4 separate regions of the Mus musculus genome follow, and all the other regions are linked to region 1. The links are chromatin contacts, called in public Hi-C and HiChIP or PLAC-seq maps. All regions are on one chromosome and are shown on one strand. Each heading gives the region's core, a stretch centred on a gene start, on an enhancer-like site or on the middle of the called end of the contact. The rest is flanking DNA. Distances are from core to core; before and after follow the strand shown.

What was found. HiChIP or PLAC-seq counts read pairs in DNA pulled down with a chosen protein or histone mark. Hi-C and Micro-C count contacts between places; a contact is called where the count stands out from the background.
Region 2: a Hi-C map of bone marrow-derived macrophages shows a contact between it and region 1, with 20 read pairs. The contact joins two enhancer-like sites. A contact is called at or near these places in 8 of 39 promoter capture datasets (the 3T3-L1 cell line, the HPC-7 cell line, embryonic stem cells and 4 more), 2 of 15 datasets of contacts at CTCF or cohesin (large pre-B cells and pro-B cells), 28 of 484 Hi-C or Micro-C datasets (the AML12 cell line, B cells, the C2C12 cell line and 22 more), 1 of 115 datasets of contacts at active chromatin or transcription factors (differentiating embryonic stem cells) and 2 of 9 other capture datasets (embryonic stem cells and embryonic trunk).
Region 3: a contact with region 1 is called in a RAD21 HiChIP or PLAC-seq map of pro-B cells, with 6 times the contacts expected there. The contact joins two enhancer-like sites. A contact is called at or near these places in 1 of 15 datasets of contacts at CTCF or cohesin (pro-B cells), 2 of 484 Hi-C or Micro-C datasets (the HPC-7 cell line and microglia) and 1 of 115 datasets of contacts at active chromatin or transcription factors (large pre-B cells).
Region 4: an SMC1A HiChIP or PLAC-seq map of large pre-B cells shows a contact between it and region 1, with 7 times the contacts expected there. The contact joins two enhancer-like sites. A contact is called at or near these places in 2 of 15 datasets of contacts at CTCF or cohesin (large pre-B cells and pro-B cells), 4 of 484 Hi-C or Micro-C datasets (bone marrow-derived macrophages, cortical neurons, muscle stem cells and 1 more) and 6 of 115 datasets of contacts at active chromatin or transcription factors (bone marrow-derived macrophages, craniofacial prominence, large pre-B cells and 2 more).

What each region holds. Positions count from the first base shown.
Region 1 is chr1:177,678,769-177,686,345 of GRCm38.p6, forward strand. No RefSeq gene overlaps it. Among named protein-coding and RNA genes, the nearest start is that of 2310043L19Rik, 40 kb to the left of the region's middle. Within about 2 kb of position 2,638, at least 45 of the 459 cell types and tissues checked have an H3K27ac peak or open chromatin away from gene starts, as enhancers often do. A contact at or near this core is called in bone marrow-derived macrophages and pro-B cells, where this site is marked.
Region 2 is chr1:177,176,317-177,183,893 of GRCm38.p6, forward strand. All of the region lies in intron 1 of Akt3 (thymoma viral proto-oncogene 3), which reads right to left. Among named protein-coding and RNA genes, the nearest start is that of Akt3, 69 kb to the right of the region's middle. Within about 2 kb of position 3,520, at least 8 of the 459 cell types and tissues checked have an H3K27ac peak or open chromatin away from gene starts, as enhancers often do. A contact at or near this core is called in bone marrow-derived macrophages, where this site is marked.
Region 3 is chr1:177,278,476-177,286,052 of GRCm38.p6, forward strand. Gm36904 (a long non-coding RNA gene) reads left to right here. Exons shown (of 8, transcript XR_001779550.1): 4 at 482-641. Among named protein-coding and RNA genes, the nearest start is that of Gm36904, 25 kb to the left of the region's middle. Within about 2 kb of position 3,691, at least 17 of the 459 cell types and tissues checked have an H3K27ac peak or open chromatin away from gene starts, as enhancers often do. A contact at or near this core is called in pro-B cells, where this site is marked.
Region 4 is chr1:177,341,187-177,348,763 of GRCm38.p6, forward strand. All of the region lies in intron 6 of Gm36904 (a long non-coding RNA gene), which reads left to right. Among named protein-coding and RNA genes, the nearest start is that of Gm36904, 87 kb to the left of the region's middle. Within about 2 kb of position 2,960, at least 23 of the 459 cell types and tissues checked have an H3K27ac peak or open chromatin away from gene starts, as enhancers often do. A contact at or near this core is called in pro-B cells, where this site is marked.

The DNA of each region.
Region 1 (7,577 bases), core at 1,388-3,887:
AGCAAATTCTTGATATTAAAAAACAACAACAACAAAAACAAACAAACAAATAACAACAAAAACAAAAACCTGACCAAGGAAACAGATTCTTTGGTGAGCTCATCTTCTTGGTTAAACCAATGAGTCTTTTTGGCAGACTCTGAGCTTAAATGTACCTCATAGATTCGGACAAGGCTCAAGCTGAGAGCAATGCCTTCTAAAGCTTATAAGATTTCCTTACCACAAGCCCTCACACAACAGCTGTCTCATAGTCGGTCCTCAATAAGCAACTGTTGGGTGAAAGGAAGGGGGAGAGGAAAGAGCTGTTGGTCGGAAGGCAGACAGGTCTCTCCTTTCTTAGTCATGATGCAGGCAAAACCCAGACTTGATTCTTAGCTGTGGAGCCCGGGCAGATCTGTGACCTCTCACTTCCCACTCACCTACTCAGGTGTGAAACAGGAGAAAAATACTCTCCATGTCCCAGAGATATTGTGGGATTACAATGGGGTGCACATGGGAAATTCTTCTTGGATTGGAGAAGACATATCAATTTTGCTCTTCTTTTTTCTAAACTGTATGGTCAGCTGTGCCAACTTAGAAAAAAGGCTGTAAAAGAAAACGTGCCCACCTCTACACCTGGGAAAGGGCCACTACTGGGTAAATGGCCATTTGGAGACAGGAAGTCACTGAATTCTTATCTTGCAGCATCAACAAAATTTAGAAGAAAGTCAAGTGTCAGCTACAGCACACACCATCCTTGACTTACAGTGGATTAGAACTGGGAATTTTGTTTTTTACATGTTGTGGTGATACAGAAGCGGTGTACAGTTGCTCTTGGATCTTTTCCTGGTTTCAATGCCTGTGGTATGGCACTGTCCTCCAGTGCTTGGCCTTCAACAGGGAGGTCCAGGTCCTGGTCAGCCTCACGATCCTAAAGGTGAACCTCGGAGATCTTCCAGGGCACAGTACATTCACCATGCAGCTGAGTAAGCTGCGGTAGGCCAAAGGTGAGGCATGTGTTAAATGCCTCTGCAGCTCTCAGTTGGCTCATCACTATGTCATCCCGTTGTAAGTGAAGGACAACATATCCACCTGGAACATATCCAATATGACACAATTAAGAAGAGTGCCATGAAGCTATGAACACTGCAATGAAGAGATCACCAAGAGCTAAAGTCCTATAAAAAAAAAAAAAAACAACCTAAGTGGTGGGTACTATATAGCAATCATAAAACTGCTACATACATGTACATGTGTTCACAGACATGCCACAATTCAGAGAATAACTATTCATATATCAATTCCTAACAACAGTTGACTCTGGGAAAGGGAATGGAATTAGGGTCAGCATAGCATTTAAACATCTCATCACACGCACACACACACACACACACACACACACACACACACACACACACACACTTAAATACATATTAGACCTGCTGACCAAGTGTTTAAAATGGGTGTCCGTTAACTTAGAATTTTCGAAGCAAAAATAGTTTAAGTTTGAATGTAAAGAAGAAGACTTTGGGCTAGTGAGATGATTCCACAGCTAACCATGCCTGCTACCAAGCCTGATATCATCAGCTGCTTCCCTGGAAACTCCATGTGGAAGAAAAGAATAGACTCCAAGGGTTGTCTGCTGGCCTGTGCACCATGCAATACATACATACATACATACATGTCTAGACCTTCTGTTATGGTGACATTGCAGATTGAACTTGGGTACCCCCAAGTGAGGAGCAAGCACTCTGCTGCTCTTACTTTCCAACCTAGTAATTCTTTAAAGATGTATTTTATGTATATGAGTAAACTATAGCTGAAGACACACCAGAAGAGGACAAAAAAGAGGGTTGTGAGCCACCATGAGGTTGCTGGGAATTGAACTCAGGACCTCTGGAAGAGCAGTCAGTGATCTTAACTGCTGAGCCATCTCTCCAGTCCCTGGTAAATATTTTTAAAAAGAAGAAAAACATTAAAAATAATGCATGGATGCCAAACCCCTACATGAGAAAGGAAAATCTGTATAAGCATTAAAGGAGTTTAAAACAATCATAACACAAAGTTTTTCTGTAATCAACAACATTAAGAGATCTGTATACATAAACATATAGTTAAATTAAAAGGTAAACAAAAAACCGGTATAACTCAGAAACAGGTGCAGCAAGGGCTTGAAGCCTTTATATTGTAAAAACAAAACTCCAGGTCCCAGCCCTCCAGCCCCTAAGACTCTTCGAAATGGAGCATGTATTTAAAAAAGTCACTTCCTGGCCTCAGTTTCCAGGCATAAAAGCAAGCACCAGGAAGATAGTCATGTGCTCATCCACCTCCACCCTTGCACACATACAACCTAAAACCGTCTCCATCACTACCAGGTTGGGGGGGGGGGGGGGGGAGAAGGAGAGGATGAGCGGAGTCTCTAGTGTATTGCGTACACTGCGACTTCCAACCCCGTAGAAATTTTCACCCAGATCCCTCTGTGAGGGTGAACTGAGCTCTGCCTGAAAAAGGAGAAGTCGCAGCGCAGAGTGGCCAGGTTTCCACACCCAAGAGGCATCCTGATCATCCGGGAAGCATGGCCTGCACACAGTTTTAGCTAATGACTTCACTAAGGAGAGCCCACTGTAGTCTCAGGTTCCTCTAACTGAAAGGCCCTCGGGACAGTCCAATGCTTCCTCCCTCGAGAAAGTGGGACTTCTCCAAACCCGCAGTCACTCCACACCTCCCAGAGAGGGAACTCTTCAGGCTCCTCCCAAAGACGGGCCACGCCCACTTGCAGCAGACCACGCCCGCTATGGGGAGGCTCGAAGTCCCTTTGAGCTGGTGAAGATGCCCACACTGCCTCTGGGATTCCTGATGTCTGGAGGAATAGGGGGAGCCCTACACCTAATAATTCAATCTGGGCCACATGCTCACTTAAGACAGGGGTTGGAAGTTTCTCTTCTATTCTGTGTTGCTAGAGGAGCCCTCCACAACCAACCTAATTCCTAGCCCCTCTGGATAGTTAATTTTAAAGAGAGCATTAGATGAACGCACAAATTCTTATCCCTTCAAGTACTCATTCAACAACCTTTTAGTAGGCAGCGACTGAGGGAGTGGGATTCAGCATTCCACCCTATGCCCGCCTGCGTACAGATTCCTTAAAAGCCATTGCCAGGCTGGGGAAAGCACAGACAGTAGCGCTGGACTAGAGACAGCCCAGCTGCTAACAAGACCTGAGCATGTTTTTGACTGTAGTGCTCTATCTCCTAGATGCTGTGAGGATTTTAAAAAGATGCTGTGGTCCAAGGCCTTACACATTGGAGTTTGACATACCCTAGACAGTGGAGAAAGGTCTCAGGTTCTAATCTCCCCCCGACTCTTCCCATCGTTTGTTTGTTTGTTTGTTTGTTTGTTTGTTTGTTTGTTTCCATCTTCAAACTTTGCTACCTGTACCATCTGCTGTGAAGGGGACCTGGGCAACTCTCCTGCATCCCACGTTCACACTGAAGCCCTGGTCCTCCAAGTGAAAATATGTCACATGAGGAACTTTGGGGAGATTTTAAGGTTAGAGCAGGCCATGAAAGGGGGCACCCTCTCGAATGGAGTTAATATTCTTTTATAAGAAACACAAATGTTGAATCCATGGCAGCTCATGCCTGTGATTCTAGCAGGAATTTGAGAAGCCGAGGTGTAAGTATTGTGTGTTTCAAGTTAGACTGAGCTACACAGTAAGTTCCAAGGCAGTCTGAGCTATAAAGGGAGTTTAAGGCTAGCCTGAGCTACACAAGCAGATACTGTCTTCAAAAACAAATGAGGATGGGGAGAGGGAAGATTAAACACACACGCACGTGCACACACACACACACACATGCACACGCACACCATGTGGGTCCATAATTATTAACCAGCCACCTTTAAAAACCCAGGCAAGATCTTCACCAGGCACTGGATCGCCCAGTGCCTTGACCTTGGACTTCCCACCCTCTGGAACTGTGAAAAATGTCTGGTGTTTGAGGCACCCAGTCCTGCCTTACAGTAGCCCAAGCTGAGACACCATCTCATACACTCAGGTCAAACAAAACACAAAGACAGAGCTTAGACCATAATATGCTGAAGAATAGAAACTCAAAATTGGGTTTCGTTATTGTAAAAGTAGAAGATTTTGTCCCAGAGACTAAATTGATTCTCAAGAAGCCGTGCTCATTTACCTAGTATACTATATGGCTATTTTTTTTTTCGGTTATTTGTTGTTTTGTTGACTCCAGGTGTCATATAGTTCACACTGGTCTTGAACTCACTGTGTAGCCCTGGCTGATCTTGGAGTCACGGTCCTCCCAGACTTCACCCTTTCAAGTGCTGCGATCATAGACAGGAGCCTTGTGTATTTTGGCTGTTTTCATGCTGGGAACTCAAATCTGAGTAGTTATGACAAAGACATTTTCATCTCAAATTGTTATGTAAGGTATGGCTTTCAAAACCCCAAATATTGACTATCTGGCTCTTTCTAGAAAACATCCCCAGGCCATGCTGTGAAACCCATTCCATCCTAAAGGCCCGAATTGAGGTTAAATGCTGAAAATTATCCTTTCAGCTTGAGAGTCAGTAAGGTTTACAAGGCCTGGTAGTTGTGGTTGAGATGAGAAGGAACCTGGAGGTTAGAAGCAGAGACAGCTCTGGGTGGCGGCCTCTGGCCTGACTATAAAAACAAAACTGAAGGCTAACTTAAGGCATGTTTTTAAGTAAATAAGACCAACTAGGGATGCAGCTTCGTGGTAGAGCATCTGCCTACCTGAGTTCCAGTCCCAGCCAAGCAATAGTCCATTAACTAATTAAGTTAAAATAAAGTGAAAGGTATTTTCAAATTCAAGACAGCAGAAGTGGGATAGGAAGCAGAAGTAATGGGCTGTGCTCCGGTCCCTAATCTGCCACCAATTAGGTGTATAATTGGCGCAATCACTTCATTTCCTTGAGCTGTTACTTTATTTACAAAATAAGAGGCTCCTCCATTTATTGAAATTCACGGGCTCCTCCTGTGGGGAGCTTGCCACTTCAGACCGGGACATTTTGGGCTCTGGAGTAAGAGCCTATCTTATCTCAGGATCTCAAGGTGAAATAAAACATTCAGTGATGCCCTAGGTAGTCCAGCAGGGTTGTGAGGAAGAACTGAAAATTCAGAGTACTGTTGGCTCTACCGCGTCTTAGTGATATTCACCATGGTCGTAATTTATCACCATCTTGCCTTCCAAATAGATAGATTAGTGTAAGCCTGTCCACCCAGCGAGCTTCTCCCATCTGCAGAGGGAGGAGGCAGCGGGACAGCTGCGGATGGGACCGTCAGCTCAAATTATGTAACAGTAGCGGAGAAAGGCAGAGGCTTTCTCAATTTAGGCTTCTTGAGACTAGCGTTACCACGAGTTTCTCTACCCTAAACTCTCACCACACACAGCAAAGATGGCTTTGTCCCCAGGGCAGTTAATCCACGTAGCAAAGGGATCCCATAGGCATTGCCAGAGATCTTGGGGTAATTGAGACCCGACAGCAGATAAATCCTGCAGAATCAGGACCACTTTCTCTCTCCAAAGCCCTAAAGTGAGGAGCGGCTTTCCAAAAGCTCAAGCTTCTAAGCTTGTTTATCCCCGTTTGTGGCCGACGAGTCCTCCGTCCTGGACTACAGAGCCCTGCTCCCCCCTCCTCCCCTTAGTACTCATTCAGAGAAGTGACCCCAGTTGGCAGCCCAAGCTGCATAGACTGCAGTCAAATAACACCCAGATGAAACTGCAGCTGATGGCTGGCCTTTTCCATCAGTGGCTGCTGTGTGCAGCTCTCTCCTGGCCTCCTGAGGTTCAAATGCCCGCCTGATTTTGCCCTGGAAGCATCCCAGCCCAAACATGGAACAAAAGTTCCCTCTGACAAGCCTGTTTGGATTCCAAAGTATGTTTTTATGCTTGCTGGCAAATAGAACCATCACCAGCAACAATAACAACACTGTCTCCCCTCACTGAAGCGACTTCATTTCTTCACATTTGTTCCAGAGCTGGACAGATGAATAATGTTCGCTAAGGGGCTGGCCCAAGTCCTGACCTCCTGCCTCCAAGAGCAAACAGAAGTGACACACAGGCTTATCTGAACTTTCAGTTGCTTGATTCAAAACAGAAAGAGAGAAAAGTTGCTATTTAACCTATGTAGCCACCTAAGGGCTTTTGTTTTGTTTTTCCTTTATTCCTTAGTTGTTTATTATTATTATTATTATTATTATTATTATTATTATTATTATTATTGTTATTATTTATTCATAGCTTTCATTTGTCTTCTTCAGCAAAAGAGGACCTTACTACTGGTGCCCCAATGAAGCCAGTTTCTCAAAGACCGAGATTAACCTGACATCTTGTGGCCATACTGGGTATATACAAGTCTAGACAAACCAGCCCCTTATAAAATTAGGGAAGGGATACAGAAAATGTTTGAAAGGGTCTTCAAAAATATTTCCCGTGGTGTTTTATTTAAGACATCTCAGGAAGTCATGTAGTATGTCTTGGGAAAACCACACACAGGACGATATTTAAGTACCAAGTAACTACTTGTCTCTCTCTCTCTCTCTCTCTCTCTCTCTCGCTTGAACAGATCACTTCACTCTAATGATTGGCTTCTCATCTGTAAAATAGAGTTCATGATAAATATTATTATACTTTTCTGAGGCTTATATAAGATAAAGCAAATCAAATGACTGTTAACGATTGAGGGTAGCTTAGTGCTAGAGGCCAGGCTTGGCATGCAGGAGGTCTTGTGTTCAGTTTCAATACCAAAACCAAACCAAAATAATAACATTTAAACGTTACATACACTATGAGAACACTAAGGATTCCTAGAAGTAGAGTCTAAACTCATACTTGGTTAAATTTCTTCAAAAACCCAAAACCTGTTTTGATGCCTAACCCCAATATAGCATAAAGCCCTGGCCTCAGAATAGATAAAGAGAACAAATCCACACAGTCATATGCTTTCCTAAATATACCCACTGCCAAATTCTCTCTCGTGTTTTTTGTGATGTAAGTACAGCCATTTTCTTTGGTCTTTCCACTTAGGGCCATCAAGTGAACCGTGAGGAAGGGGTAGGAGTCTTGAGGAGTTAAATCATCACAGATCACGTGGTGCCTGACTGGCGGTGGGGCTTGAGAACCTGTGCCTTCTGTTTACAGTGCTGGGAGGAAGGTCTTGGTGTGATTGTGATGTTAGAGATCAAACCTTTGTCTTGATTTATTTTTAAAGATGTATCCATTTTTTTTTATTTATATGAGTACACAGTAGCTGTCTTCAGACACACCAAAAGAGTGCATCGGATCCCATTACAGATGGTTGTGAGCCACCATGTGGGTGCTGGGAATTGAACTCAGGAGCTCTGGAAGAGCAGTCAGTGTTCCTAACAGCTGAGCCATCTCTCCAGACCTAAACCTTTTGTTTTGTAAGTGTACCAAGTGCTAAACATGTTCTCTATCACTAGGTCACACCTCTGTTTGTACCTCATCTTCTGGAAAAAGCAGGAGTCCAACACAGCAGCCCCAGAAGCTCCTGGGTGTCTGTGTCCCACAAGGGTGATGCAGGGTGACTCATCGAATACA
Region 2 (7,577 bases), core at 2,270-4,769, 500 kb before region 1:
TTTTCTTCCATACCACCAATTGAGCAGTAATTCTCTTACTTAAATGTCACATCTTATCAATTTTAGTTCCTTGATGGTTCTCTTAGAAATCTTCCTTACCCAGCTGCCACAGCCCCTGCATGGAACATAATGCTACCTTACTGGCCTCTTGGGAAAGCTTCTAAGATGACTGCTGGCTACCAATATATACTGTCAAAGATAAACATAATTTCAAAGCTTCTAAAAGCCAGAGATATTTGAGCTAGCAAAAGGTGTCAGATGAGATTAAATTGAGTCATGTTTAATCAAATATATACAAAATATGACTTCAACAAGCACTCACAGAAAAATATTTTACTTTTTTCACACAATGAACTCAAAATCTATTGTGCCTTTTACACTTACAGCACAGCCTACCTCAGATAGAAAATTTCCAGCATCCGATGAAACATGTCAACCTACTCAAAAACTATTCAAATGGAAATATATTTTTAACTTGTTCCAATTTTTAAATTAGAAAATTTTAAAATAAAATCTAAAATTATTTCTTAGCCACACTGGTTAGCTCATAACTCCCTTGCTGGACAATATGGCTCTTTAATACTCCTCTTCCAAACCAGTCTCAACATACTTACAAGTAAACATTACTTACATTACCTTACAACTTAAAAGATTTTTCACTACTTTCCATTAATCTCCTGGCAAAATTCAAACACTTAAGATCTCCTAGCATAGGAAATCTTCCTTTTCCAGCTTCAATAGCTGCACATTTCCTCTTTATACAATGTTTCTTCCAGAGCTGGGTCATGATGAGCTCTGTCCACCCTGCCCTTTTTTACTGTCGGTTCCACATAACTCTCCTCTTACCTGTCTCTATCAACAGGCCAGAGCCAGCTCATTCTTTAGCTCTTAGTTTAGAAACCACTCTCTTAGATAGATAACATACTAGTTATCTCTTTGGAAGGTCAGGAACTATGTTATTCTTGCTCAGTACCACATCCATGCTTTTATGAGAGTGGGGAAAAGCATTCTCTAGGTACTCATAACTGAATCAATCTTACAAATGATCTCAGCTTCTTTTAGTGTGCTGAACATGTGACCACAAGTACCAGGAAGAGAAGCATTGTCACTGAGAATTAATCTGTCTCTTGTTGACATGCCCAATGTCAATTCAACTTCTATGGATTTGTTTACTATGCTTTAACTCTGCTTTAGAGTTTGGAGGTTCAATTTTTCCTTCTTGTAATTTCTTCCTAAAAGTTCACTATATGTTTTACTATCACTTAACTAAAAATAAACTACACACAAGGGAAACTGCCAAATTACCACAGCATTGAAACTCAAAGTTGAAATGTTCAGTACAAAAATAGCATTATGCTCCTACTCCTACAGGCCACAGGAAGAGCATAATCCGTGCTCTTGATGATGATCAGAGAAACTTCCTCAGTAACTACTAAGGAAAGCTCTCTCCCTACTCTACATAAGAAGAGTCGTTTCATTCCAGATTCCTATGCCTTTACTCATTCTAATTCTGGGGAATAAATTTGGAAAAAAATATCTTGATATGAAAGTCTTTTCTTCCTTTTGAAAGGAATGAATTGTAGGAAAAAAATTGCCATTCCTCCAGTATGAAGGGCACAGTAAACTGCTAGAACCTGGAAACTTCTTTCTAGGTAAAGTCTTACTGGAACACAGACACACCTTTACTCTGCATACTGTCCATGGCTATTTTCTTGCACAGCAGTCAGAGAGACGAGTAGCTGCAATTTCATTTAAAAACCATATTATTTGCAAAGGTAATTACCAATCTTTGTACTCTATTCTATTACCCTGCTCGAATAGCCTGAAATGTGCTGGAGAGACTGCCTAATTCTGCAATTCAACAGGTGACTTGGCTCTCACACTAAAACCTCCAATTTAACTGTTATTGAAGTACAGCTGATGCCCTTACACATGGTTTCACGTTCCATGCAGTTTCAGTGGCCCATGGTCAGTAACAGTCTGGCATATCAAAAAGAAATAAAGAGTTGATAAATTTTGTTCTGTTCTGATTAGCATGATGAAATCTTCCACCATCTGCTTCAGAAACCCAGGATATGAACCGTCCTTTTCTTTCCCCATTGTATTCACACTATAGACCCATCAGATACTTGGTAGCTGTCTCAGTTGGTAGTTACATTGCTGTGGTATCAGAGTACCTGTATTCAAGTAATCCTTCAATAGCCTAATGCTTGTAATTTCTCTAATAGTCATTTTACTTTAAATTTATCTCATCAGACGCATCCCATTATCACAGGAACATTGATAGACACTTTAAGTGGGTATTTTATGGGAAAGACACCATGTTTACATACCACTGTACATTATTAGAAATGGTCTAGTTTTCGTTACCGTCACTACTCTTTTACTATTCTAAATTTCATAGTTAAACTTGATGGTAGGTAAGTATGGAAGCAAATATAAACCATATAGGGTTCTAGACTATATGCTTTTTCAGGCATGCAGAGCAAAGAGAGGGCAAATGCCTTCTGAGCTCCATCTTTACTCTTCATATTGTACTTAATAGTCTTTTAGAAGGCCAGCAATCTTTCGGGAACCCCAATACTTCTATGAATGCCCTCTGTGCATGTTTAATGTTAAGTTCTAAGATACAAAATTCAAGAGAAACCGTCTCAGTCAAATGCCTGTTCCAGCTCTAAAAATGTGTTCTTAAAGCAAATCTTATCTCTTCATCAGAGAAATTTCTATCAATAATGTTAACTTTATCACATATCTAACTACATGTTTCTAATAGTCCTAAAGAGAACGAGCACGATAAACTCCAGCTTAGTTCTTCAGAGACTTAGTATTTCATGTTGGTCTACTGTATAACATAAACTTGCATACTTGTAGAAGTGTTGTTAGTCTTTGAAACCAATATTTGTTTCTTTTATGTTTCTGTATCTTTCCCTCAAAACAAATGAACCAATATTATGCAAATGTACCGGATCAACCATTTACACAAGCATGAATTTAATATTTACTAAAATACATTCTTTTTTCTTACATTAAAATTCTCTGATTTTTTTAAATAGTGATAATTCTATGACATATACTTCAATTATTTTTCCCTAAAAATAAGACTCAAACTGGGCATGGTGGCACATACCTGTACTGAGCATTATGAGGAAACAAGATCTTGAGTTTCAGGCCAGCCTGGGCTGCCTAGTCAGCCCTTAACTCAAAACAGAAACAAACAAGCAAAAAACCAACAACAAGAAAAACTTACAAGTAAATAACCACTTGTTAATAATGACAGGGAAGTTAATAACCCAACCAACCAATTCGTACAATAGACAGAAAATGAAGGTGCTGCATATTACTTTCATCAATAATTTTTGGGGCTTTGCAAATCACCCACAGCCAGTATCCCCCGTACTCATCATATATTCATGTTTATTTCAACTTCTTAACCAATTTTGCCCTATTCAGTCACCGTTTTAAATGCTAACAATCTCACATTTCAATGTTTTCTACTACAGTTGGTTAAATGCCTTAGTATAAGGGAAGTAGCAGCTATGATGCAACATAAGCTACTTCTTACTTTATTACTAACTCAGTTTATTTTAGGTTCTGTCATTTCTTTCTAGAACAAAATTAAGACAAGAAAAAACACAAATTAAATTTTTAAACACTAATATTTTAGAAAAAGTACTAAAAAGAGAAATTGTAAAATAAAAGGAACTTCCCTTTCTTAAGTATCTTTCATGTCAATTGGGCTGAACTCTCGGTCTCAATGTTCAAAAAATATTTACCAACACAATTTGGTAAATTATTGTTACTTAATAATCCTCTGAAGTCTACGTCACATGCCTCACTGAAACTGATAATCTTCTAAACCAAGAATAATTAAAAGGCAAATTCACAGTTAAAACTACATTAGTTATGAAAACTATGAGATTTCATAAAGACTAAATATAATCTTTAATAATCAGATACATATTGGATATTTCTCTTTAGCTAATATAGCAATCAAACTGCTGACCTTTTTCTTATTTTCACAGATCTACTCCTCCTCCTAAGGATATTCTTCAAACCCTACCCCTTAAGGACTCTAATCACAAGAAATCATGGGCACAACATAATTTTAAGGGCTCTAGGGTATCCTTTCAAAAATATATCATAGATCCTTTAAAGAAATGAAACTATAGTAGGTCACTTAGTCATGACTGCTGGAATACTAACAAGTTCACTGTGCAAGATGTCAGGGAGAAGGTACACCAGCTTTAAATGCTGCCAAGTGCCACACGATATGTGTATTCACACAGCCCTTGATCAGAAGCTAGTGCTACCATTCATGCTCCATTACATAAGAAGCTAGAAAAGATAAGAGCAAATGGGAATGTGAGCTTTTACACCAGAAACATAGGTCAACAATGCTGCCCAAGGAAATCTGAAACTGTTAAGACATACGTTTGAAATTGACCAGAACCAATAAATTAGTTAGGCACATCATCTTTTAAAACATGATCTACAATGTCTATTTTTTTCTAGTAGGAAAAGAGTTGTCATTTGTTTAAAATACATTGTTAGCTTTTCTTCAAATCACATATGAATACCTAATCTTAGTAGCACATAAGGTCATTGACATTAATACTGTTTGAAATATAAAGAATAGCTGCATTCAGAATGGCTAAGATTAAACCCTCAGGTGACAACACATGTTGGTGAGGATGTGGAAAAAAGAGGAATTCTCCTCCATTGCTGGTGAGATTGCAAACTTGCACAACCACTCTGGAAATCAATCTGGAAGTTCCTCGAAAAATGGAAATAGATCTACCTGAAGATCCAGCTATACCACTCTTAGGAATATACCCAACAGATGTCCCACCATGCCACATGGGCACATGTTCCACTATGTTCACAGCGACCTTGTTTGTGATAGCCAGAAGCTGGAAACAACCCAGATGTCCCATGACAGAAGAATGGATACAGAAAAGGTGGTTCATTTACACAGCGGAATAGTACTCAGCTATGAAGAACGTGAACATCCTGAGCTTTGCAGGCTAATAGATGGAACTAGAAAATATCATCCTGACTGAGGTAACTCAGACCCAAAAGGACACGCATCATATGTACTCACTAATAAGTAGATATTAGAAAAAAAGGAAGAAAGAAAGAAAGAAAGAAAGAAAGAAAGAAAGAAAGAAAGAAAGAAGAGAGAAAAAAGAAGTACAGAACACCTAATATATAGTCCACAGAACTCACAAAGGTCAAATAGCTGAAGGGCCCAAGTCAGGACACCTCAGTCCCAAATGGGAGGGGGAAGAAAACAATCACAAGGAGGAGGGAGGGAGAGAAAAGGACTGAAGCCCTGAGGGCCAGCAGAAAGAATGGAAACAGGCAACTTCAGGAGGTAGGAGGTTGGGAGGACCCTCCAGAATGCAAGAGACCTGGGAGATGAGAGACTCTCAGGACTCAAAGGGAGGGACCTTAGATGAAATGTCAAACAGTAGGGAGAGGGAACTTATAGAGTCCACCTCCAGCAGGAAGACAGTACATCAAGTGAGGGAGGGGGTTGCTATCCCACAGTCAAAACTCTGACCCATAATTGTTCCTGTCTGAAAGAACTGCAGGGATGGAAATGCAGAGGAGCCTGAGGAAAAGAAGGTCCAGAGACAGGCCCAAAGTGGGATCCAGCTCAAGGGGAGGTCCAAGGCCTGACACTATTACTGAGGCTATGAAGCGTTCACAAAGAGAGACCTATCACGACTGCCCTCCAAAGAACCCAACAAACAGCTGAGTCTGATATTTGCAGCAGACCAATGGACAGAAGCTACAGACCCCTATGGCTGTAAGAAGCTGAGGAGGAGGGGACCCTGTAGGAGGACCAGCAGTCTCAATTAACCTGGACCCCTGAGATCTCTCAGATACTGGACCACAAAACAGGCAGTATTCACCAGATGATATGAGGTCACCCAACACATATCCAGCAGAGGACTGCAGAGTCTGGGTTCAATCAGAGAAGAAGCACCTAACTCTCAAAAGACTGGAGGCCCCAGGGAGTTTAGAGATCTGGTTGGGTGAGGGCATCCTCGAGGAGACAAGGCATTGGGGAGGAGATATGAGATGGTGGAACACTTGGAGGGTGGACTGGAGGGGGGGGGGGTTAAAATCTGGAATGTAAATAAATAAATAAAATACAAAAATTAAAAATAAAAAGTATAAAAAATATTTCAGAATTCATCAAATATAGCTCTAGAAGATATGTCAAATGGTTTAGATAATATCTTTATTTTTATTAGGTATTTTCCTCATTTACATTTCCCAATGCTATCCCAAAAGTCCCCCATACCCACCCCCCCACTTCTCTACCCACCCACTCCCCCTTTTTGGCCCTGGCGTTCCCCTGTACTGGGGCATATTTTGCAAGTCCAATGGGCCTTTATTTAAAATCTTCTTTCTGATCATGAGAAAGGTGTGAGTATGTGTGTCCACGCATGCGTGAATGTGTGTGTGTGTGTGTGTGTGTGTGTGTGTGTAAGTGTGTGTGTGTGTGTGTGTGTGTGTGTGTGTGTGTGTGTGTAACATACTATCACAGTGCTACACACCCAGCCCAAGATTGTTCATGTTTATTTCAATTGTCATACAATTGTCAACACACCAAGGAAGTACTAAATGAATGAAAACATGCTCAATTTTATTAGTCATAAGGTGAATGTAGGTTTAAAAAGACAGTATCAATGAACCATGCACCTGCAATTCCAGCTCCTAAAATGCTAAGGCAGGATAATATTGGGATCTAGGCAATCCTGAACTACACCACCTTAAAACAAAAAAATTCAAAATACATCATTTATAATAAGGTACTCACTACCCTTGCTTAAACAAAAGTGTGCCTTTATTTTATTTTATTTTATTTTATTTTATTTTATTTTATTTTTGGTTTTTCAGGACAGGGTTTCTCTGTGTCGCCCTGGCTGTCCTGGAACTCACTCTGTAGAGCAGGCTGCCCTCGAACTCAGAAATCCACCTGCCTCTGCCTCCCAAGTCCTGGGATTAAAGCTGTATGCCACCAATGCCCAGCACAAAGTGTGCCTTTATAAATTCCTCAAAGGACGAAAGGATGGACCATCCAGAGACTGCCCCACCCAGGGGTCCATCCCATAATCAGCCAAATGCAGACACTATTGCATATATCAGCAAGATTTTGCTGAAAGGACCCTGATATAGCTGTCTCTTGTGAGGCTATGCCAGTGCCTGGCAAATACAGAAGTGGATGCTCACAGTCATCTATTGGATGGAACATAGGGCCCCCAATGGAGGAGCTAGAGAAAGTACCCAAGGAGCTGAAGGGGTCTGCAACCCTATAGGTGGAACAACAATATGAACTAACCAGTACCCCCAGAGCTCGTGTCTCTAGCTGCATATGTAGCAGAAGATGGCCTAGTTGGCCATCATTGGGAAGAGAGGTCCCTTGGTCTTGCAAACTTTACACGCCCCAGTACAGGGGAATGCCAGGGCCAAGAAGTGGGAGTGAGTGGGTAGGGGAGCAGGGCAGGGAGAGGGTATAGGAAACTTTTGGGATAGCATTTGAAATGTAAATGAAGAAAATATTT
Region 3 (7,577 bases), core at 2,441-4,940, 400 kb before region 1:
TTTGGACTTGCGTTAGTCTGTGGATTTCACCTGGAGTAGCTCAGCTCAACACTTTCCCTCAGTGAGGAACTGCCTGTTAGTTGTGGGTTGCCTCGATTTTTAGGAATTTGAAATTACCTTTTTTAACTCTTAACTTAAAAAAATAAATGTTTATTGATAATGTATGAGAAGGAAATCAAGAGAGAAAGGAAAGGGATTGGAAGACAAGTGGAGAGGGGAGCAAAGCGGAGGAGAGATAACAAAGCACCAAGGGAGACGTGGGTATGGTACTAAGGAAACGGCTCTTCTAGTTTCAGTCTATAGTGACTCCTCCCCCGAAGGCTTGGTCTCCAGACTGTGGTATTATCTGGCAATGATGTCTACTCTCAGAGGGGGGCCCAGAGAAAGTAAATTAGGACACTGAAGTGTGTGTTTGCAGGGGATATTAGAACATCATCTCCATCCCAGCCTCTTTCCTTTCTTTCTCTTGCTTCATGTCTAGTACGAGGTGAGAAGATCTCTCCCACCCATTCTTACCGTGATGATAAACTATGCTGCTACACAGGCTCAAAGCAAGAAGGCCCAAGACCACACCTGAGGCTGAGTTAAAGCAAACCATTCCACTTTTAGTTGGACAGAAGCATAATTAGTGCGAGTCCTCGGTGAGTTATGAAAAAGCAGGGCTATTCATGAAATCATCACCTAGGTCAAAACACGGAGCAGCAGGATCCCTTGCACACACACATGCCCTGCCTGCATCTCTCATCCTAACGGCAACCACAGTTATAACTACTAACATCAGACGCTGGTGCTACCCATTTGAAAACAAAACTCATACAGCTGGAAACATGCTGTATATGTTTTTAAAGTCTGGCTTCTTTTCTCAATATTAAATGTGTCTGTCTGTGGCAAAATACCTGAGATGGTAAACATTTAAGGAATGAAGGCTTCATGATGGCTCATGTTTTGGTAGATTTTAGTCTCTGGTGAGTTAGACCAGTGACAGACTCTATGGTTACACTCACTGCATGGGATCCTGGAAGCAAAACAGAAAGGGTAACAGACTAGAGTTCATAATTCCCTTTTAGGAAATGACCTATCCTCCTAACCTAAAAAAGAGTCCACCTGTATGCCAATAGCACGGTAGGCTGGGGACCAGGCCTTTGATACAGGCACACAGGACTTGGGGAACATTCAAGATACAAAACCGTTGCCATTTACTATCCCATGTATGACTATGTCACATCTAAAAGGGAAAACTGTGCTTGCAGATTGGTTCAAAGGGATAAGGTACTTGCCACCTGAGCTCAGCTTCCAGACTCCACATGGTAGAAGAAGAGAATCAGTCCCTACAAACTGTCCTCCGACCTTCATATATGTGGCATAGAATACCCCCGACACACACACAAAGATAGATAGATAGATAGATAGATAGATAGATAGATAGATAGATAGATAGATAGATGTTAAAGCCAAAAAGGAAGAAAAGAAAACCTATTCCATTTGGATAGCTATTTAAGTTGCTGTCATTGTGGGGTAGTTATAAAGATGCTTCTATGAGCATACTTGAATGTCACTTAGTACACAAATATTCCTCTGGGATAAATACCTAAATTAGAAATGTTAGCTTTGTGTGTGTGTGTGTGTGTGTGTGTGTGTGTATGTATGTATGTATATATATATATATATATATATATATACATATATATATATATATATTTGACTTTGTTCAAGTTTCCTCATGTGGAAACCTACCTTTACTACAAACTAGAACTTATGCTATTACTTTGTATTTCATAGCAGGAGAATGTGTCATTTTCAAGGTTAATTAATAATTCTTACAAATATATTCAGAACTTCATGATAAAATTTGCTAAATTCCATTTTGAGTACAGTAATTCTGCAGCACATATGTATATACATATTTATGAGTATAACAATTTACAGATAAATTGTTATATTTGTCTTATTAGTGAATTTTATTTTATATTATTTTGCCATATGATGAGTAACTCCTTCCAGTTCCTCAGTTCCACTGGTATAGAATGGAGAGGTAGTACTTTTTCTGAGGGGAAATTATTAATTGCATATTTAATGATTTTTTTTACTCATATCATAGGGGCTAGAATATTGGCTGCCATGATAAGAACATATGATATAAAGAGTAAAAGACTCATTCACAATAGCCAAAATGTGTAACAGTATAAATATCCATCAGCGAGTGAGTGGCAATGTGACATACATACATAATAGAATATTACAGCATCACTAAGTACTGCCAAGCAGAAAGCAAGTCCTGCACAACCTCACTCCTATGTGGAACCTTAGAAAGTTCATCTCGTGGAAACTGAGGATAGAATGGTGGTTACCAGAAGAGAGAGTGTAGTTATGCTGCCTGAGCTGTCAAAATGGCCACACCTCTCAAAACCACTGTATTTCCCACCTCAGCCTGCAGCTGTCACAGGAGCTGTACACAGTGGTTGCATCTCCTTTCCCTCCTCAGCTTAAGGCTTTGGTAAAATACCATAGGAGCTGTCCCACAGGAGCTGCCCAACAGTGACACCTCTCCAAGCTCCCCTAGCAGCTCAGCAGCAATGGTGCCTCAGCTGGGACGATCTTCCCATCCCAACTCATGGGCCTGATACAGGGGGGGAAGTGGTGCAAAAAGCACCAGTCCATGAGCAGGAAAACCCACCAATCCCTGAGCGTCCCACAAACCCTGCCAACCCCAGAACAGGAAAATCCATGAATCCCTGAGCTCCCAGAACTCAGGACTTGAAATCCCACCAATCCTCACTTTGGGAAATCTCTGTCCTGAAAGCTCCGCCTACTAAGAAATCCTATATAAGCCCTGTCCTTTGTTCAATTCCCTGCTGTCCACTCAGGGGGAGCAGAGGCAGCCACCCTGGGTTCGTCCTTCTATACCCTGAACCCTCCAATAAATCTTTCACGAGATTTTTCTGCCTGGTGTGACTTTCTCATTGGAAGAAGCCAAGAAACAATGAAAAGAAGAAGGAAAAAAACGAAGTGGGTCAGGGCTGAGGCTCCGGAGCTCCTCAGCTGGGGATACCCTCCCCTGAGAGCTATACCGCCAATGCTGAGGAGGCTTCCTTTCAGAGATGAGCGGTGCCTGGGCTTCCAAGTCCCGGGATACCCTCCCATCTGAGTAGGGAAACAGCGAATGATCAGGTGAAGTTTCAGGCAGATGGAAGTAAAGAATACTGATGTACTGCACTGTAGTTTATATGTAACAATAATTCACTGTACCTCTTCCCAGTGGCCCAATTGATCTGAGCTTCTTTTAGGCAGCTCAATTGGTCTTTGTTTCTTCAAAGGGATTCATTTTGTTTGTGCTTCTTTCAAGTGGCTGGACTAGTCTCAGGGTGACTTTCAGCATTCTTTTTACTGTTTTTATACTCTTGAAGAAAGACAGGCCTAGTTAATTATGCTCGGTTTCAGGGACTTCCGGAAGCTATTTTGAGTTATTTACTTTCTCAATTAATGAGATTCCCTGCAGGATGGAATATTTCATCTCTCCTTAGAAGGTGTTATTGTTGTTGTTGTTGTTGTTGTTTTGGGTTGGTTTTTGATTTTTAAAATCTCCCTTATAAACATCCTGTCCTAAAATATCCTTTTATTTCACTTCCCTTTTCACATCCTGTCTCTTAAGAAGTTTCCCTCCAAAATGGAAAGGTTTTAAACTCAAAGGAAACCACTATTCAATGTTGAATAACAGAAAACAGGAAATGAGATGTTTTCTGAGGTCACTTACTCATGAACCTCATTTTTTTGTATTTGTATTTGTATTTGTATTGTAAGAGAGCACTCAAGACTCTTACTTTGTCTTCTAGACAAGTCTGTAAATAAATATATAAGAAAGCAGAGTTAATGAAAGATTTTTTTAAGAATTGGAATTTGTGACTGATCTCAGCTTCCCTGTGTGAAATTTTGGCAAAACATGTAGTTATGCTATCTTGTCATTCATAAAAACCAAGAAAATACTATTATTTATATAATTTTAAGGATTCATTTTATATGTCAACTTGACTGGGCTGACAAATGCCCAGGTAGCAGGTAAACCACGATTTCTAGGTGAATCTGTGGGAATATCACCAGGGCTTATTCAGTACAATGACTAGATAGCCTAGATAGCGATTCCCACCACGGTAAGTGGTTGTCATCTAGCCCCATGAAGGCCTGGTAGAATCTAAAAGGTGAAGAAACTCCACATGATAGAGAAGGCTTGCTTACCTTAAGGAGCTCAGGAAGCATAAAGGAGAAAAGGAAACAACTGACCAGGCACCCATAATACCCTCCAAGGACCATACCTACCATCAGTGAACTGACTTCCTTCTATTTAATAGGTCCCATCAGACCAAATGTTTCGACACAGACTGTGTGTTATTCTTATTTTTCTTACTCTGTTTGATGGCTGGCTTGGTTGTCACCTTGACAAAATCTAGAATCACCTAGGACTCAACTTCTGATGATGTCATTGAAGGAGTTTCTACACTAGGTTCACAGAGGCGGACGTCACACCTAGCAGTGGACCTAGTAAAAAGGGAAAGTAAACCAGAGGGCCCATATTGTTCTCTGCTACCTGACTGTGACCAGCAGCCTCACGTTTCTGCCACTGTGTTTTTCCAAACCAAAGGACTGTGCTTTTGATCTTTGAGCTCAAATAAACCCTTTCATAAATTTGATTTCATCAGGTATTTTGAAACAGCCATGATAAAAGTGACAATTTGGGACATCTATGATTGCTTCTGGTTCTCAAGCCTGGAGACCAAGACTTAAACATCTTCCCAAGACCCACATCCCAATTCTTCTGAGACCTACTGGTAGTCACATCCAGTCCCCTGGTCCTTACTTAGCCCTGATGACTCAGACGAAAGTGTTTTCCCTGGTGTTCTTTCTTGTATATGACAGGTCATGGTGCTTCTTGGATTCCATTATCCTACTCTGTGGAACAGGGTCATGGGTATACTAATTACCATTTCAGCCTTTCTTTCATGTATGTATTTTTCTATAAAAGAGTGAATCTGCACATTTTAATTGAATTTTCTTTTATATTTATTTATGGTACACACAAGAGGCATATACTTGCCCATAAAGTGCACATTGATGGTCAGAGGACAGTTTGAGAAAGTGAGTCCTTTCCTTCCATTATGTGGGGCCAGGGGCTCAGGCTCAGTCCATTATGTGGGGCCAGGGGCTCAGGCTCAGTCATCCATTTTGGTATTACATGCCTTAATCTACTGAGATAGTTTGCCAGCCCAACTTTGGAATTAGTTTTTCTATATAGTGTAAGGGCAAAGATTGATTGAACTTATTTTTTGTCACTAATAGATATCTAATTATTCCAGCATCCAAAAAACTCTGTCTCTGTCTCTGTCTCTCTCTCTCTCTGTCTCTCTCTCTCACAGAGAGAGAGACAGAGAGAGAGAGAAACATGGATCTATTTCTGTAGTCTCTAATTTCAATAATTCAGATGTCCATCCATATTTATGTGCATATCACACTGTGTTGATTATGGTAATTTTATAATAAGTCTCAAAATCAAGTAGTTGTAAATTTTCAAACATTGCCACTCTTTAAAATTATTCTGACTATTCTGGATTATTTTCATTTCCATAAAGATTTTAGAATCATCTTGTCAGTTTACACACAAACACACATGCATGAATGAACACACCCCACTGGTATTTTTATCAGTACTGCACAGAATCTCAAAATCAATTAGCAGAGAAAAAACATCTTTAAAATATTAACATTTACAATTCATGATCATGGCATATGCTTGTATTTTTTAAAAGTATGAAGCTCATGTGTTCCGAATTTTATCTCTAACATAACAGTGATAAGGACATAGCTCAGAGGTAGAGCAATTGTCTAACAGGCATGAGGACCTAGGTTCAATATCTAGCACATAGAATTGAGTTCCTGATAAAATAAGCTTAGCACCTTTCTCTATACCCTCTCTATTTGTTATGCATCCAACCTTACCTTTTAGCTTTCCACTATATGATGATGTTATATCAAGGACTCTTTTAAAATATGTTTCCCTAAAAGGTGGTCTCTTTTCAAATAATCCTTAGTTTTTGATGCTCAGAACTTATATATTTGTTAATTTTATTCTTAATTGGTTTTAAGCTATCTTAAATGGAACTTCTTTATAAACCTGACCTTCTAATTATTTGTTGTTAGCATACAGAAATGAAACTAACATTCATGCATTGATCCTATATAATAATAAGATGTTGCTGTTTGAACTTATGAATTTTATATAAGTTTTATATAAACTTGTGGTTAATCTTGACTTGCCAACTTGATTGAATCTGAGATGAACTAAGAGACTTGCCTCTGTGTTGGTGTGTGGGGTTACTTGCAGGGATTAGCTGAATCTGGGCAAGACCTTTGTCCAGGGGGGACTGTACCTTCCAGCAGCAGTACAAGTTAAAAGAGGTCTGGAGGGAAAGCAATGCTCCTTTTGCCTGCCTCCCTTCACTCCCTGCTAGTGAGTGAATCCACTCTGTTGCTGCTGCTACCAGTATTATCCTTTGCTGGCATTGGAACCCAGCCTCTTCAGCCTTTCAACATAGACTGGAGACCAGACAGAATCCGCTGGCATTACAGCTCTGTATAAGCCTAGAGCATGCACCCTTATAGGTGTTACAGTCTTATGTAGACCTGACATATCTGGAGTCCTTGGCCCTTAGTAGCAGCTGGCATTACAGCTTCTAGGCCAGTGGTTCTCTAATGCTATGACCCTCATGTATGTATGTATGTATGTATGTATATGTGTGTGTGTGTGTGTGTGTGTGTGTGTGTGTGTGTGTGTGTATGTATGTGTACAGTTCCTCATATGTGGTCACCTCCAACCATAAAGTTAGTTTTGTTGCTACTTCATAACTGAAATTTTGCTACTGCTATAAGTTGTAATGTGCTTTATGGAGGTCTTAGGTGACCTCTGTGACAGGGCCATTAAACCCCCAAGAGGTCTCAATCCATAGGTTGAGAACTGTTGGCCTAGGCAAGTGCAAGTATTGAAATTCCTCAGCCCTTGGCAACATCTACAAAGACCAGACCTGGCTTGACCCTAAGGAATTGCTAGCTGCATGGAACTCTCCCAATGACCAGTACCTGTGGTTTCTCTTTAGCTCTTGCAACCTTCTAGACATCAGGAGTACCTTCAATAAGAGATTAAAGAACTTGCTAACACCAATAGGAAGCTTATCAGATTTATCATCCCTACTTTGCCTTGTGCCACCAATATATTCCTTGTACCCAACTCTATGCCTCCCAACATTTTTTTACCTTCTGCATGTACTGGTTAAGTCTGAGAGGAAGAAACCCAAGTAAGAAAATGCCTCTGTACGTGGGCTTCAGGTAACCTGGTAGGGCATTTTCTTAATTAGTGATTGATGAGGAGGGCCAGCCCATCTTGGGTGGCACCAGCCTACACATATGAGTTATTATCAGAATATATGATAGCCCTGAGAAACTGTCAGACTGGGAGAGCAGGCTCTGGGCAACTAACTGCTTATGACCTCAAGGTGTCCAGATCAGCTCAGCTAACAGCCAGCAAGAGAATGGGG
Region 4 (7,577 bases), core at 1,710-4,209, 340 kb before region 1:
GAGCGGAAACAACAAGAAGTGGTAACAGTTCTCACACTCATCTATGCTGTATATGCTACCTGCCTGTTACTTAGTATCCATATTGGTTAGCAGATCAGCTGCCGAGATATCCCAGAGCTTGTGTCCAGGTAACCCTAGCAAACTGCTCAGGTGCTGTCTCCCATGCTCCCTCTCCTATTACCACAGGAAGAAGGCTGGGGACAGTGTACTAAGATACTTTTTAGACTGAGAAGTGTTCTCGTAGCTTCTATTACAGAGTGCTATTATAATTGCTCTATTTTGTCATTGTTGCCACATGCTTAACAATAATTTGTCTAAAAATCAGAAGTGTGTTGACATTGTAGCAAATATCGGAAATAATCAACTTAATTAATTGATTAAGTAGATTAATTTGGACTTCCAGTTTCAGAGACTTCAGCATGTGATGCTTCTGGACTCCTCGTGTGGTACTGTACCGTTGGGAGTGGGTGGTACACAGAGCTGGTCACTTTGTAGGAAAGCTGTGAAAAAGATAGGAAGTGGAAGGAACTGTGTTCCAATATCCCCTTTCAGGGCACACCTATAAGGACTTAGGATCTAGTACAGTCTCCTAAAGCTCCATCTAGCCCCTCCATAGTGATGCCCAATAGCTTTAAGGACTGTGAAACAACTCTCGACCATGTGGCCCTTTGGGAACATTCCAGATCTAAATTTTAGCAGAAAGGACCACTTACTTCTGTTGCACGCCAGAACATTAGTCTGCACCTGCGGAGGATTTGAGTTTCTAGATAAATCAGCTGGGTTGTTTGTTTGTTTGTTTGTTTTTGTTTTGTTTTGTTGGTTACTTTTGAGACAGGGTTTCTCTGTGTAGCTCTGGCTGTCCTGGAACTCACTTTGTAGACCAGGCTGGCCTTGAACTCAGAAATCCTCCTGCCTCTGCCTCCCAAGTGCTGGGATCAAAGGCATGTGTCACCACTGCCCGGCTCAGCTGTTTGTTTGTTAGTTTGTTTCCTTCATGTAACTATATGTTCATAGTTTTAAAAGATGGTTGATGGAGAAATTACTGTTAGGAAGACTTGGATAATTTTTCCTCAAAAACAAAAGACATACCAAGCCTGCCATGCTAAGGAAAAATAACTGACAATATTTGTTGCCAATAATCAGGATCAAGTTTCCAAGTAAACATGAAACCCTTGGAAAATATTTATTTTCCACTCTGAACTTGGAGAGTTCCAATGCTTTTTTTTTTTTTTTTCTTTTTCTTGACGAGGCCGACATTGAGATTAGTGCATTTGATTTTGACTGGGTGTAATGAGATGTGTCAACATCTGAGAGATCAGCGAAGTACTGTTTTCTAAATAACTTTAACTAGTGCATCATGTTACAAAATCTGGAATGAGAGAAAGAGCCATCCTAAGTGTGGGCCTGGCAATATAGTTTAATATCATAAGTAGAAAAAGTCATAGACATGATTGACTTCAGATTTCACACTGCCATCAGCCACTTGTATATCAAAGAAGAATATGTAGCTATCTGAAAGGGCGAATATATCACTTACTTTTCTAACCACATAACTCTACAAAGCCAGATTTTCTTCAGTTACTTCAACTAACATGATGTATTCCAGCAGGCTGCATGGTGAAGACACTGTGGACTGCAGATTTGTCCTCTCTGAATGGACATAGAAAGAGAACTGAAAAAAACTCCTTAAGTCATCTTCTGGACAAATATGGTCTTTTTTATCATAAGAATATGTCGCTTCACAATGGAATATTTATTGTTATCTTAAATGGAGGGGCACGTTCATTTGTTTTGCATTCCTTATATGGAAATATTAGTAAATATCACCTACATAAAACACAATATCTTCTTAAAGTATAAAGGTCTTGTACAGTCTTCAGAATACTTGTGAGCCCTGAAATAAGTGATTCTCTGCATGACTCTTTTGGAAGTGGGGATGTCTGTGCTGAGGCTTAAAGGAAGAATTTTCTAGGAGAGAAGATGAGAAAATAAAAGGTTAAAGGTGGGAAGGGCCTGCGTGTAAGAGGAAGAAAAGTCTGCTACGCAGGTTTACAGAGATTATTAACTTAAATGAAAAATGCACATGCGACTCCTTGGCCCTGTGCCCAGCACATGGTGTGTGATGAACTGCTGATGAGAATCAGGTTCTGTGCAGGCTGCACACTCGTGGCTGGAGCCTGGCGGTGGGACTCATACATTTGGGGCTCATTGGCAGCTCTTCTAGGCTATTGGGTGGTGGAGTCTTTAATCACCTTTCTGTATCCCTTGGTTTTTCTTGCAAAATTTATGTTTGGAAGAGTCGCCTTCAGTTTCTACACCCTGCCAGCTCTGATTTCCTGCCTCTGTACAGCAGTGAGAGTAAGCTGTGTGTCCATCACACACGGGCTTTTATAAAGTTCTGAGGAAAAGCATTTCTGTGTCTTTCTTTCTCTCTTTCTCTCTTTCTCTCTCTCTCTCTTTCTTTCTTTCTTTCTTTCTTTCTTTCTTTCTTTCTTTCTTTCTTTCTTCCTTCCTTCCTTCCTTTCTTTCTCTCTCTCTCTTTTCTTTCTTTCTTTCTTCCTTCCTTTCTTTCTCTCTCTCTCTTTTCTTTCTTTCTTTCTTTCTTTCTTCCTTCCTTCCTTTCTTTCTCTCTCTCTTTTCTTTCTTTCTTTCTTTCTTTCTTTCTTTCTTTCTTTCTTTCTTTCTTTCTTTCTTTCTTTCCAAGCATGCAGGCATGAGTTTAGTCACTGTCCTTAAAACTTATGATCTTAATAAATTAGGGAAATAAAATATGCTATTTTTAAAACTTATGTATATGTGTGCTTGTTTGCATATTTGCATGTGCATATGGCTATTCTCAGATCCAGAAGATGGAGTCAGATCCCCTAGGACTAGAGTTACAGGTGGTAGTGAGCTGTCTGGTGAGAGTGCTGAGAATAAACTCAGTTCCTCTGCAGGAGCAGCAGGTGCTCTTAACCTCTGAACCGTTATGTCTTTCAAGGGCACACCCCATGAGCAGAAGACTTCCTACTAGCTGTACCTCCCAATACTGCAAGCAGAGAACCAGTCCTTTAACACGTGCATGTGCGTGCGTGTGTGTGGGCCTTTAGGGAATTCCAGCAGTAAGGGCTGGTTTGGACCATTCTTTCCCCTCCCACAGATTCAAAACTTAAGCTCCACCACAAGACAGCTGAATATAACTTTACTGAAGTGGAGTTGAAACGTCATGGTTGACATTTTTAAATTTCTCCACATAATTCCATGGTCACTTAGAGTTGACAACTACTAGTACACAAATTTTGCTGCTACCCTGGACCCCATCCTATTATAATTTCCAGTCCCAGTTCCCATCTGTCCCTATGTTTGTTTGGTTTCCAGTCCTTGTGTCTATGAAGCATCTTCTTTCAGAAGCCTTTTTACTGAATGTATCAATTCAACGTGGCTTTGGTTTTACGGCAGGGTCTTGCTCTATGGCACTGGGCTCTGTAGGGTCAAAGTTAAGAAGCATTCTTTCCTCTCCTAATGTGGGCCTCAGCAGCTCTGCTCCCAAGCTCTCACGTCCATTGCTACTTAAGGCGTAGAAGGGCATGCTTGTTCCTAGGTTCTCAGGACCAAGAACTCACTGTTCTCATCCATGAGTTGACAGCCACTCCATTGCCTATGCTCAAGTGCTTCAGCAAAGAATGGAGGGGCAGGCCTATCATCCCAGCATCTCTGGAGGCTAAGGTAAGGGAATTTTCAAACCAGGAATTTGAGGCTATCCTGACAACACAGTGGAACTCAGTCAACCAGTCAGTCAATCAATCATCAATCAGTCAGTCAGGGACTGGCAAGGTGACTTAGTAGTTAAAGATACCACTGCATCAACATGAGGTTGATGCTCACATAGTAGAAGGAGCTGACTCCTGCTAGTTGTCACCTGACCTACCTACATGTACTCACCTATAATAATAATAATAATAATAATAATAATAATAATAATAAATACTTAAACTGCATCTTCATCTTCTTGGTGGCAGTAGTTGTGCAGAGACAGAAAGCTTGCACAAACAGTTCTCCCCCCCCCCAGCCTCATTTTTCTACTGGAGATCGAACCCAGGGCCTTGGTTATACTATGCATGTCCCCTACCACTGAGCTACACTCCCAACCTTGCTAACAGGAAGGTCTTTGATTTACTGGAGCAAAACTACTCTGAATTGAGCCAAGGTTTGGTGACTACAGCACACAGTAACTGGAGACTCAAATAAGCAAAAGATCTGCATGAATATGGAAGGGGAAAAATGATGGACTGGGGAGGAGGGCAGTGTGGCCAAAGTACATTGTGGACTTATGAAGATGTTCTCGTGATAGGCACCAGTAGAAATATCTCTAAGACAGACAGTCAGAGCCGCTGGACTCGTACAGCAGCATTCCGTCCCTCTGGTTGTTCTAGCATTTTCCACTCTCCTTTCTCCGTGAGCACAGGCTGTCAAAGCTCCTCCCTGTCTCCTCCAGGTCAACAGATCTAGCAGGCACACAGAGTGATGGGTTATCTACTGTATATTTGGCCAAGTGTAAAAGGGAACTTACAATTTTGTGGTCAGTTTATTTTCACCCTGTTCATTCTCGGGGTGAGGGGAGCACAACTTTCACCTCATTGATTTCCTGTGCTCATTGACTTGAAGGCTGCTGTTAGCAGGAGCTTGCTCCACAGCCTTTCCAGGCATCTTTTCTATGCCTTGGCAATTCTCTGCTTTTGGCTTGAATGTGTTCGGGCTCAATTGGGTGGCATGTATCCTCAGTGAGACACTGGTCTTTTCAGTAGACATGCTCTAAATTCTACAGTCTTCCATAGGTGAAATCTGAAAGGATCTTACAGATTATTCTAGTCTAGCTCTTCCTTTAAACATGTAAGCACCAAAGGCGAGTGAGGGTAAAGAGGTCATGTGACTGGAATAAAGAGCAGAGTTAGATAGGAAGGAAGGAAGGAAGGAAGGAAGGAAGGAAGGAAGGAAGGAAGGAAGGAAAGAAGGAAGGGATTGGGGGAGATGAAGAGAGAAGGAAGATGAGAAAAGGAGGGGAAGGGTAAACCGAGGAAGAGGGAGAGAATAGAGATAAACTATATCAGTCAGGATGGTTTTGGCTGTGAGTAACAACACTCAATTCAAAGTGGCTTTATGAAATAATTGCATCTATTATTGCACACACCAGGAAGACCTGAGTCAAGCAGCCTTCTAGTATAATACAATTAGAGTTCTGATTCCTCTTCTCCAGGATTCCTCACTCCACCTTCCCACCTCTCGATTTCCCATGTGTCACCTGGTTTAATGGAGGAAGAGGTTGAGCAGGATTCCATTGGGAAGAAGAAAGGAGGGATGGGCCACTCCATCCCAGGGACCATTGGCACAAAGCCACATGCAGTAAAGAGTAGATGACATGCTGTTATTTCTGCTTATCAGGGCCTGGTGACCTGTGGGATTAACAACCTGTGTTGAACTTGGCCCATGTTGTGGAAGGAAGGGGCAAAGTGGGGGAGGAAACCAGCACAGCGCCTGTGGAAATTCTTCTTCACACTGAGAATGGCCAGGACGGAAGAAACACGAGGAAGCTCTCAGATCTGACTTGCATGCCTGAGGCATGAGCTAGGTGGAAACTTCAGCTCCAGTAGGAACCATTGCTACCCGGAAGGACTATTTGGGGCTAGCCTAGACCTGAAGGAAGATTAACGACTTCACCTGGAAATTCTCCCCTTGAATTAACCAAAATCCGCTGCTGCCAAGAGTCTGTCTTTCTCAGAGGAAAGTTGGCAAGATGCGCCACCCTTAGAGTGACCCACATGCTTGCTGTGCTCCTGGGTCTTGCCTTTCCTCTTTGTTCTGAAGGTTTTATATATTACCTTGCAGGAAGGCTAATCTCAGGGCGGAGTTCTTTCCCTGGTACAAGGCTTTGTTTCCACTCTAGGCCATTACTGTAGGAACTTTTTACAATTTTAAACATTGTCATTGTGTGTCTGCATTCCGTTATACTGCACTGCCCTGGTCCTCCGCTGCTCCAGTGGGTGTGTTTGGTGGGGGAATTCTTTGAGGTTTGTGGAGAGCATTTTGGAGAAGTGTAGTTAGATAATGTCCTGGTTCTCAGGGATCCTTTTTTAAAGCATTGCCATTTTCACATTAATCATCCTGTTTCTGAAGCACAGACAAAAGTTTCACAGCTTTTCTGCTGGGTCTGGGGAGGGGCTGCTTCTAGGAGTGCTCCTCCAGTCTGGAGAGGCAGCTTCGGGCTGAGTTGTGGGGGCGGTGTGGAAAAGCTTTTGGCTCCTGAATTACAATAAGGATTTGAATCAAGAGAGCCCACAAAGATTCTGCCCAGAAAGCTGTTCCACTCTCAGTTTCTTTTTTGGGAAGTGAGGCCCCAAGTATTAATGTCTTACCGCCCCACCCCCCCCACCCCCACCCCCGAATTCATTTTGCAAGTGGAGTACACAAAGAGGGGAGACTTGGAAAGTTCTTTCCCCGGCCCCATCTTCACCCCTACCCTATAACTTAAGTTCTCAGGAGTTTGAGGAGTCTGTGCTGACTTCCTGTGATACTGTTTTCTTTTTAATTTTTAAATGTGCTTTAACTTGTGTGTGTTTGCTTGCACACATGTGCACACACATGAGTGCAAGTATTGGATAGGTGTACAAGGGTACCAGAGGCGTCAGATCTTTCTAAAGCTGGAGTTAGAGGCTGTTGTGAACTGCCCAATGTGGGTGCTGGGAACAGAACTCTGATCTTCTGGAAAAGAAGTGATCTTCACTGCTGGTCTCTATCTCCATCTCTGCCCTGCTCCACCTCCACTTCTGCTTTAAGAACTGGAATGTTCTGCCGTTCTCCTAGGCTGGTTGGAAGAACTTGTTTACTTGCAAAGGCCCCCGTCAGCATCTTTCTGGCCAATGTTCTGTTTTCTCAGCTTTCTCTAATGTCTAGCCCCAGGTCCTAGAATCAGTCCTGATGATGAAAAGATGACTGTAGACTTCAGCAGTATTGAATGAAGGATGTCAAGACTTCTATAGACTCAACATGCAACACAGTGCCATGTCTGCTAACCTTTCAGGACCAACTGTCCTTTGTTGTCCTATGACTCCTGACTTCTTGCATGCCCTCCAGCCACTACATCCTGAGCTATACCTGTGCCTCTCATCCACCAAGGCCACTGGCCTGTTCTGCCACCTCTTTCTTTAATAGTGTCAACTAAGCCCTATCCTGCCCTGAGCCCCAGCCTGCTGGATGGATTTCTTCACACCACTGTGGTGAGTTCTGTTGGACTGGCCTCGTGGGGCTCACTCATGTGTACCCGACTGAGGGTATGCCTGGGTTTGCCACCATATTGATGGCTTTTTGCATCCTGCCTGAAAGGCCCTTTGGTACAGTATCTCAAGCCAATGGTTAAACCACGAGGGCTGTCGGCACCTAGCCAGGAATGGCGTGTTGCAAGGAATTCAGACATCCCACCAAGCCTTGTCTCGGGAACCCAATGTAGAATGCTTTATATAAGTATTCTCATTATGTTTTGAAAATGTGTGTATGTAGATGCTTCTGTATCTAATTTAATTAGAGAAGGCTCTATTTAAAAGCAT